Regions from separate parts of the Mus musculus genome. Here region 2 is linked to region 1. Evidence: chromatin contacts called from public Hi-C data. All regions are on one chromosome and are shown on one strand. Each heading gives the region's core, a stretch centred on a gene start, on an enhancer-like site or on the middle of the called end of the contact. The rest is flanking DNA. Distances are from core to core; before and after follow the strand shown. Region 1 holds the start of Gnpnat1 (glucosamine-phosphate N-acetyltransferase 1). Region 2 has its middle 23 kb from the start of A530076I17Rik.

Evidence for each region. A called contact is a pair of places that touch in the nucleus more often than the background predicts.
Region 2: a contact with region 1 is called in a Hi-C map of cortical neurons, with 2.2 times the contacts expected there. The contact joins the enhancer-like site here to the promoter of Gnpnat1 in region 1. A contact is called at or near these places in 1 of 15 datasets of contacts at CTCF or cohesin (the NIH/3T3 cell line), 2 of 484 Hi-C or Micro-C datasets (cortical neurons and nephron progenitors), 6 of 115 datasets of contacts at active chromatin or transcription factors (embryonic forebrain, embryonic hindbrain, embryonic limb bud and 3 more) and 2 of 9 other capture datasets (adipose tissue and liver).

What each region holds. Positions count from the first base shown.
Region 1 is chr14:45,385,928-45,390,873 of GRCm38.p6, reverse strand. Gnpnat1 (glucosamine-phosphate N-acetyltransferase 1) reads left to right here and starts at 2,078. Exons shown (of 6, transcript NM_019425.2): 1 at 2,078-2,126.
Region 2 is chr14:45,688,538-45,693,483 of GRCm38.p6, reverse strand. No RefSeq gene overlaps it. Among named protein-coding and RNA genes, the nearest start is that of A530076I17Rik, 23 kb to the right of the region's middle. Within about 2 kb of position 2,598, at least 145 of the 459 cell types and tissues checked have an H3K27ac peak or open chromatin away from gene starts, as enhancers often do. A contact at or near this core is called in adipose tissue, cortical neurons, embryonic forebrain and 4 more, where this site is marked.

The sequences.
Region 1 (4,946 bases), core at 829-3,328:
GGAGATATCCACCATATAAATTCAGAATACAGTTCACATGTATTGTGCTGCCCTGAGTGAAAGGAGAGACAGGGGATTGTAAAAGACGTAGCGGTGCTCACTAACTATGCCCTGTTCCAGTTAGCTAGCAGTTTTAGGCAAGGCTGTGTTTACTAATTGGCCAGTCATTGTGAGTGGAACATCAGCCTGAGTTAATCGGTAAAGGTCTACCTGTGATTTTCTAGTCTCTTTTCATTAAAGATATGATTTATTTCAGAGTATAGTATTTTTGTGACAGGGTGGTCTGGGCCCCTATGAGATTGCATCGAGTAATTACGCTGCCATTTCTGAGTAAGACATGCAGTTAACTAACAGGTTTTGTTGCACTGGAATTTGGGTAGATGTTCCTCATTTCACCATACTGTAGTTTATTCCTTCTACACACACATACATGTACACAAACTAGCATCTTAAGCACATATTACAGGCCAGGATACATGTTGAATGTTTTATTTGTATTGCTTTATTAGACCGTCACAGTGTCAGATTAGGTACCAGATACCACCAAAGATTAGGAAGCTGTGTCACAAATGTTCAAAGCCACAAGTAAAATGGAAGCACAGCAAAGGAAATTCACATAATCCGAAGACATTTCTACCAAGCTGTTAACATAATGTTAATTCTACAGGCGAAGCCATGGGGACACATGACTTTTTATTCTGTATTTCTCTGATGCTGCAAGTTTTAAAATAAGCAAAATAATGTAGTAAGACATTAAAAAACAAATATTTTGGCTGGCGGGATGGCTCAGTGGGTAAGAGCACCCGACTGCTCTTCCAAAGGTCCAGAGTTCAAATCCCAGCAACCACATGGTGGCTCACAACCATCTGTAACAAGAACTGACTCCCTCTTCTGGTGTGTCTGAGGACAGCTACAGTGTACTTACATATAATAAATAAATCTTTAAAAAAAACAAATATTTTAATGAGTTCAGAGATGGAAGTGGTATACGTCTTGGTATATTCAAGACATTTCTTCCTCCTCCCCTATCTATCTATCTATCTATCTATCTATCTATCTATCTATCTATCTAGTGACAGCATTTCTCTACATATTCGGGGCTGTATTTGATCTAATTGTGTAGAACTGTCTTGAACTCACAGAGATGCACAAAGCCTCTGGTCTCTAGTGCTGGAATTAAAGGCATGCACCAAGTACTACACACACACACACACACACACACACACACACTCGCTGTGTGTGTGTGTGTGTGAATGTATGTATGTATGTATGTATATCTCCAAATCTCTGCTTCCTCACTTGTCAGATGACACTAAATGACACTTAAGAGAGAGACACTGGAGGTAGGAACCTTCCCAGGACTGAGATTACAGAACAAGCACAGTATTTGCTGTATACTGTAAGATGCTTTCAGGGCCCTGGCCTCTACCCCACTCTTCACTGCCTGGAGAACGTAGCCACTTCTTGCCCAGAGTAAGCTGAAATGTTCCGGGTGTCATAGGAAGCAAAGGGCTGCAGTGGAAAGCTCAAGAGAGCTCAAGGGTGAGTGGTTCCAGCTCAGTTTCTAGAAGACAGAAGCCCAGCCTTGTCTCAGACATTTGACAATCAGGAGATGTAATCACCAGTCCTGTTAATGGACTGCATGCAAGTGAGGGAGGGGGACGATGGGACTGACAGGGTAGGAGCCTTAGGGCTCGGAGAATGAAAGGAACCCACACCGGTCATCGCGGTAGGCTGCTTATACTCCTATGGCTTTATTTTCAGATAAGGTGTGAGAGCGACGGTGGTACTCTCGTGCAGTGAGCGAAAGGCAAGTCTGGAAGGTAAACTGATGACGCAAGCTTTGCCCCTGGTCTTTGCCCCACGCCCCGCCCCGCCCCGCCCCGCCTCGCCTCCGGAGCCCAGGAGTGGTGTGCGTGGCCGTGCCTCCGCGTGCGCAGCGGTGCGTGAGGGCGGGGCAGGGCAGAGGCGTTGGTCCGGCCACGTTTGGCCTGGCGGTTCCGGCTGCGGCGCGTGGGGGCGCACGGGGGGCGGGGCTGGAGCTGCAGCCGGATCCGGATGCGGCGGCGCTTTGACCCGCAGGGAGACTGACGCGCCGGGACTGGAGCGTGGTCCGCTCCAGTGCGGTGAGGCGGCCTGGGGCTGGGACGCGAGGGCTGGCGGGCTTGGGACCGCAGAGGCTGAGACGCCCTGCCCGGGAGCCGGGCGGCAAAGCTTGATGCCCGGCAGTCTGGCCGGGCAGGGTCTTGGAGGGCCTAGGAGTGTCCGTGGCGTGGGAATGGGGGACGGTCCTCACCTTTTCTGCCGCCGTCCCTATGAAAGGGCGCGAACCCTCGGTTCCCTTTTACGGGTGTAGCGGTCAGAGCCGCTGAAGACAAGCACCGGCTCTGAAGAGCCCCAGCTGCGCAGACTGTATGAAACCTGGGGTGGGGGAACCTAGAACTTGAACCTCTAGAAACACCAACTGTGTGGTTTCTATTATGTGTTAGAGCTAATGTTTATGTAAGGCAAGCATAAAATTTGTTCCTGTAAAAAAATAAATGGGGGTTTGTTTGGGATTAATTAATCCAAGAGTAGGTCTCAGGAAATGGATTCATTAAGGTAGGAATTGTATGATTCAAACAGATTCCATGATGCAAAGATTGTCATCTGTTGACTTTCCTGCAGTAATGCTCTATGGGAAAATGAGAGGATCCTCATTCCAGGCCACTCATTTGTTGATGAGTGTTAACTAACCTTAGGGCTAGTCTTGGAAACTCGGTGCTCCCAACTGTGCAACTAGACTTGGGGCTAATCAGATCGTGTAGATTAAGTACACTAACGGGAAAGACTTCTTGCTTCATGAAATACTACCTTTCATGAAGATACTCGGAGCTGTCTACTTATCTGTCTGTCTACCTGTAACCTATCACAGCGAGTTTGATTTGGCTGCAGATCATGTTTAGAAATGTGTGAATCCTGGTCTTCAATCTTCCTACTTGTTGCTCCGCTGTTTTTCAGGAAGCAGCCGCTCCCCATCTATATCCAGACTCATTCAGAGGCTGGGAAACCAAACTTGAAGTTGGGTGTATGTCTTTTGTCTTCTCACTTGTGGCCATGTGGCAATCTTTTTTTCTACATGACTTTCTGAAATGTGATTTCTAGATAATACCTTACGTCATTCATTATTCATTGACTAGAGGTTCACTGGACTAGGGCTTAGGCAATACTCAAGCATTGTAAACAAATGCTAATTTAGAAGTTAAACCCTACTGGGTAGAGGGGGAGGGGCTTTTAGTTAGAGTTTACAACCAAACTTAGAGAGGAAGTTAGGTGGTGACCTTTAAGTGCTACAGAATGAAGGCTTCTTGTAGTTTTGTTTTGATAAAACAGCCTGTGTAGCAGGGGCTAGCCTTGAACTTGGGTGGGGGGGGGAGTAGTAGAGAGGGGTACCTTAGAACCAGCTTTTTAAAAAAATCTCCATGTTTAATCAACTCCAATAATTAGTTTTAAAGTGTGTGTGTGTTTGAGATAGGTGTGACTGGGTAGCCTGCTGTCCTTGAGTCCCACACAGTCCATGCTTCAGCCTCCCTAGCACTGAATCCAGGTCTTTGCCACCTCACCTGAATTTTTATTAGATTGTAATTAGGCATGACCTCTGTCAGCATCATAAACTGTGTCTTTATGACTAGGAAGAAAGGCTTTTTTTTCCTTTGGATTTTATAAATCTCATTTAAAAAGAGGTTTGGCTCTCATCAGATCCTTTGTGTTTAACCAGACCAATGCCTGTCCTCATCTAGTTAGTAATGAACGCTAGAAACTGATGGAATGTTGCTGTCCAGTATGGTGTGGGACACACCTGTAATCAGCCTGGGGAATATGGAAACAGGAGAACCAAGAGTTAGAGGGAGGCTGGAGAGGTTGGCTGAGAGAGTAAATCATTTGCAGTGCAAGACTGAGAACCAGAAATCTGATTCCCAGAGCGCACGTAAAGAAAATAGGGTGGGCTTAGTAGCCCACCTGTAATGGTGTCATCAGGAGACAGAGAAGTCCTTTGAGTAAACTGACTATTCTCACCAACCTAAAAACTGAGTCGTGGGTTTGGAGAGAGATTGAAGAAGACGCCTGATGTCAACCTTGGGCCTCCTCCACTCTCACAGGCACACACACATGTGCACACATACAAACATGCCCACACAAACTCACACATACAATGAAGGGCGAGAGGCCAACCTAAGCTACATGATGAAACTGTTCTTAGAAAGTGACCTCCTGGCATTGTTCTTTCTTCACTATTTATGTGGCTTCCTTGTAGATCATGTACTTTCTCACCCATTGACTTAGGGACCTGGGTAGCTGATCAGTGGAAAGTAGCTAGAAATTACTGTGCTAATCACAAGTTGCCTTTTTCTGCTTGCCCCTTGAGCTGCTCACCTTTGCCAGGAGCATAGCTTATCAAAAATGGCCTTTTCAGTATGGGTGGAGATAGCTTAGTGAAGGATAAAGGGGGAACAGGGAGAGCTAGAGTGGGGCCCATGTGGGATGGACACAGCTTTCATGCCTTCGTTTAGTTACCTGGAAGCTTCAGGGTTTAATTTGTGGGTACTAAAGTGCCTCAGCTATCCAGTGTAACATGTAGCTATGTAAACGTGTCATTTTATTTAGAAGCCTTTAACGATTTCTTTTGTAAATCAATTATTGATAACCCATGAGTTCTTTAAAATCCTTTGGTGTCAATCACATCTTGCTTTCCCTTTCCCAACATCCTCGCTGCCCACCACCAGAGTTTTGCTAGTTGAAGACTGAGCTCAGGTGAACCCAATGTAGCTGCTTTCATTTTGTAAACAGTTCATTAAAACAACATGATAGCCATATCTTGGTGCCTGGACAGTGGGTTCTTATTTCTACCAGAATGCCTTTATACATTTTGATTAGTCTGAAATTCTCATTTCCAAAATTGAGATTCC
Region 2 (4,946 bases), core at 1,349-3,848, 300 kb before region 1:
GAGAGAGACGAGGGTCTTGTGTGAATAACGACACGGAAACCGTTCTGGAATGCATCAAGACCCCAAATGTATTAGCCAGGCCCGAGGTTTAAATGCACAAGATGCTGGCCACAATCTCATCCCAATCCCCCTGCCTCAGACTCTTGACTGCTGTAGTTACAAATATGTCCTACCATGTCTGGCCCCTGTTCCCTCTTCTGTGGGAGACTTGAGATAGGTTATAGAAATATTGGTCTACAAAATCTTAGAAGGATTTTTCTACACGATTCTGACTTTATAGAGTGTACACAAAGGACTTCCCAGTCTCATTTCCACGTTGCTGCAATGGAAACAAGAAATCCTATATCCAGGGTGCTGTATGAGTGTAGGCAGATCAACAGCGACCCATTAACCCAATTTTCTGATGGGGCAACAGCATTTCCTGAAGCTAATCCTCACCTGCAACTGTCAGGCCAGTCACTCACAATCACTGGGAACACAGGGACCAATTATGACTCAGTGTTTGCAGAACAGAATGAAGCAGTATGCTAGCAAAGCAGTATCTTTTTCAAAGGCTGACAGAGACCCAGGGAGGTGGAGAAAACCCTGTGTTCCTCAGTGAGCAGCTAAGTAAGGTTTTCTGAAAATCTATGGATACAGGTTTGGAATACCTGGGAGGGGATTGTTCCAACCACTCAACCCCTTACCCAGCCAGCCTCTGACATGCAAAGAAAGCTATCAAGCAACCGCTGTAGGCCCCCAGACTCCTCACTTGGGGTGATAAAAAGCAAGAGAGAAAGAAGAATGAGAGATAAAGAGAGACATAGGCACGAAACGGGACATCCAACTGTCAGGCATTGCTTTCCTTTATCCTTCATTATCTGTTCAGGACTCTCCCTGGACAAGAGATTCTAGCCTCTACGTTGGAGAAAACTGCCATGTTCCCTTCATGTGACAGCTTACTCTCTTCCATTTAACTATCTCCAAGATTTCATCTAACCCCCTGCTTTCTTGCTTTGAGACCTGATGCTCTACGAGACCTGATGCTCTACGACGAATGTCTTCACTTGGTGATACCTCTTTCCATATGTTTCTGCACTTTCTCTAGGAATGATGCTTTTGACAGAAAAGCCCCCAAAGCATCATGATTCCCGCTGCAGCGATCCTCTGTAACCTCGGGGCCTTAGTTCTTCTCACTGCTCGTGAAGGAGGCACCTGCCTTTGCTGGAAAGACTAAAGTGGCTTTGACGTGACTAAGGCAATTCCCCCTCCCGTTCTGGCAGAATCTTGCCTGGGCAGTTCTCAGCCTCTATAGCCAAGTCCCCACAACACTCACTTCTGTCTTGGTAACATGTTTGAGATTCCCATGGCCTTGATCATGTTGTTAACCAAAATAATCAGCAAGTCATGTCTAAAATAACTCTTATGCTCTGCCAGAAATGAGCATTTCAGAGGGTTTACTTTGACCCTTATCTAACTGATGTATCTTGGGGTTTTGCCTTTAAAAACTCTGTATCTCTGAGCTTAGGTACCAAGATGACTTTTCTAAAGCTCACGCCTCCTCTTGGTCTGGCCATCTATAAAAAGGGCTTAAAACTTCTTTAGTTGGTTTAATCAGCATAGTTGACCGAAACTCTGTTATGTGGATCACAACATTGGAGGCCACAATGAGATTCCCCCATGTCCTGTGGGACTCAGCCTCACCCCTGCCCTGCCAGAGAGAGGTCACAGGGGAGATACCCCGACGAATGTTCCAGAGCCCAGTTCTTCTCACTGAGTCCTGAGAGGTCTAGAGTGACTGCCATGTTCCCAGCACCAAAACAGAATCCTACTCACACTCTTAGGATGAGTCTATGTACTGAATTCAGTTCTGGTTCTGGTTGCAGAGGATGAGGCTCATGGGAACTTTCTGGATAAATGAGGTAGGACTTAAGGGGAGTCGAGTCGTCTTCTCTTTGCCCTCCTCTACTTTTTCTTCTCCTCCTTCTTCTGACTAAGAGGGATGGATAGTCAAGGCTCTTTTCCTGGTTTAGGTAGAAAAATTCTAAAGAGAACTTCTCCAGTTCTCCATACTAAGTTGGGACGCCAGGAGTGGGGGACTTTTTATCCTGGTTTAGCCTCTCATGAGAGATTCTATTTTACTTGAATGAATAACCAGCCATTTATTCATGGGTGAGTGATTGAATGTTGTCAGACAAGTTTGACTCACAGAGTTGTTTAATTGATTTCTTGATTTTGCTATTGGTGTTTCTGTTTTGTTTCGTCTCCCCTCCCCTCCCCCGCCCCCAGAAAGGAGTTGCCTCTTCTCCCCCATTCCTCACCAACCCCCAAAGGGCGCTGACGCTGATTAAAATTCTGCTTGATTTTCCAGATGCTGCCAGTAGGTGGCAACCTCTGCCGGTTTTAGCTGTTTTAGCTGTTTTAGCCGTTTTAGTCTTTTTTGTTTGTTTGTTTGCAAAGACTGTCAGCTTTCTTCTCCGGGATAAGAAACCGCCAGTCAAACCCATCAGGTCCTGGAGCTACACACTCCTGGCCCAGGGCTCCACAGTACGGGGTCCTGGGACGACCGTCAGTCTGGGCCCGCTTCACCTAGCAAAGACTGGCTCAGCCTCATCCTGGATGCAACAGCTCCTCCTTCTTCCGGTCAGAAAAAGGACCTGCCAAAGCTAGGGAGTCTGGAAGGGGATGGTGGAGAGGGATTGCTCGCTGATCTGCACAGAGCTAAACTGCAGTGGCACTGCTGGGTACTGGAAGGTAGAGGAAGGCAGTTAGAGGCTGCTTCACCTACAGGGAGTCCAGCGCTGCTGGGCTACCTGTCCCAGGCCTCCTGCTGCCAATGTCTCCAGTCCTCTAGACTCTCAGTCTCCTAGCCAAGAAGCAAGTACACGACTCCAGGGGGCAGTGGGGACATCTCAGTCTCTGGATTCCTGGGTTTGCTGAAAAAGCCCAGACCTTTTATTCTTTCCCTCTGGAGAGACCAGCCTTTGAAACAGAGGAACAAGCCTTCTGAGAACTAACACAGATTGTAACCCAAGTCCCAGATTTAGTTACCAGGTATCCCTAAACCATTCCACCTTTTCACCCATGAGACTCAGAGCATTGCAAAATGTATTTTATCTCAGACCTAGCCAAAGCCTGTAATATATCTATCCAAGCATCTGGACACAGTGGCTGCCAGTTAATCGTCCTGTTCGGGTGCCTTAACCACAACTACTATACAAGTAAGGAAAGCTAATAAGCTCCCTGCTAATAAGCTCCCTGCGTCCAGAACCTGACTTGCAAAGCTCCCCACGCTATGGAAGCCCTCCTAAGAGTGACAAATGGCCAGTGTTTTAGTCATGGTTCTACTGCTATGACGAGACACCATGACCATAGCAACTCTTATAAAAGGAAGCACTTAATTGGCCTTGCTTATAGAAAGATTAGACTAACCTTTAAGAGGATTGATTAGTCTATTATCATCATGGGAGGAACATGGCAGCAAAGACAGGCATGGCACTGGAACAGTAGCTGGAAACTATAACCTAAAAACACAGGCAGACAGGCAGAGAGAGAGAAAGAGACCGGCTCTAATGTGGACTTTTAAAACCTCAAAGCCCACACCTTCTCCAGCAAGGCCACACCTCCCCCAACAAGGCCACATCTCCTAATCTTGCTCAAATAGTCTAAGTCTAACAAATGACTAAGCATTCAAATGTATGAACCTTTGGGGGTCATATATTCCCATTAAAATAACCACAGTTGGTAGATGTCAAAGGCTCACATCACTCAATATCAGTCTGTTGCTTGATTGGTCCTATTTCATTTTGTTGCTGTACTGAGTCTCAACCCTGTGCCATTGCTGCCTGATGGCAACCCTGAGGCCCCCTTCATGACTGTTAGGACTTACTGGACATATCTCAGGCCAGTTAGCCAGACCTCCTGGAGACTCCCATACCTAAGGCCTACTGACTATTGATTTAAAAGGGAGTGCTGCTAAAAGGGACCCTATTATTGAAGAGATTACTAATTGGTCTCTTTTAAAGTGTTTCCAGTCTCTCCTACAGGCCCAGGCTGCAGTCCATTCTAGGGTTCAAGATGCCTTTCTGGATCTCTCCTTAGTGCCTCATCATTCATTCTTCCCAAGAGGCCAAGTGTACTTTAAGAAATTCCAGGAAGGGTGACTGAAGAGACAGCTCAACAGTTAAGGGCACTGACTGCCCTTGCAGAGATCCTGAGTTCAATTCTCAGCAACCACATGGTGGTTCATGGTGTGTCTGGTGTGTCTGAAGAGAGTGACAGTGTATTCTCATACAAAAATAAATAGAAGAAGGAGGAGGAGGAGAAGGAGAAGGAAGAAGAAGAAGAAGAAGAAGAAGAAGAAGAAGAAGAAGAAGAAGAAGAAGAAGAAGGAGGAGGAGGAGGAGGAGGAGGAGGAGGAGGAGGAGGAGGAGGAGGAGGAGGAGGAGGAGGAGGAGGAGGAGGAGGAGGAGGAGGAGAAGGAGAAGGAAGAAGAAGAAGAAGAAGAAGAAGAAGAAGAAGAAGAAGAAGAAGAAGAAGAAGAAGCAGGAGGAGGAGGAGGAGGAGGAGGAGGAGGAGGAGAAGGAGAAGGAAGAAGAAGAAGAAGAAGAAGAAGAAGAAGAAGAAGAAGAAGAAGAAGAAGAAGAAGAAGAAGAAGAAGAAGAAGAAGAAGAAGAAGAAGAAGAAGAAGAAGAAGATAGTAGTAGTTCCAGAAAAATGTACTGACATCTGCCTGCCTGGAAAGGACTTCACGCTGTCATCCTGACATCAGCTGCAACCAAGGTTGATGGATATCTGCCTGGATTCACCGCTCCCTTGCCAAGCCTGTTCCAGACCAGGACCAGAAATGAACCCTCTTACCTGAACCAGATCCATTCAGGCTGAGACTCTTTCACAATAGGACTCCTGTTTGGTTATATACCCCCTTTTCCTGCCTCTTGTAATCCTTGTCTCACGGTTACTCTTAA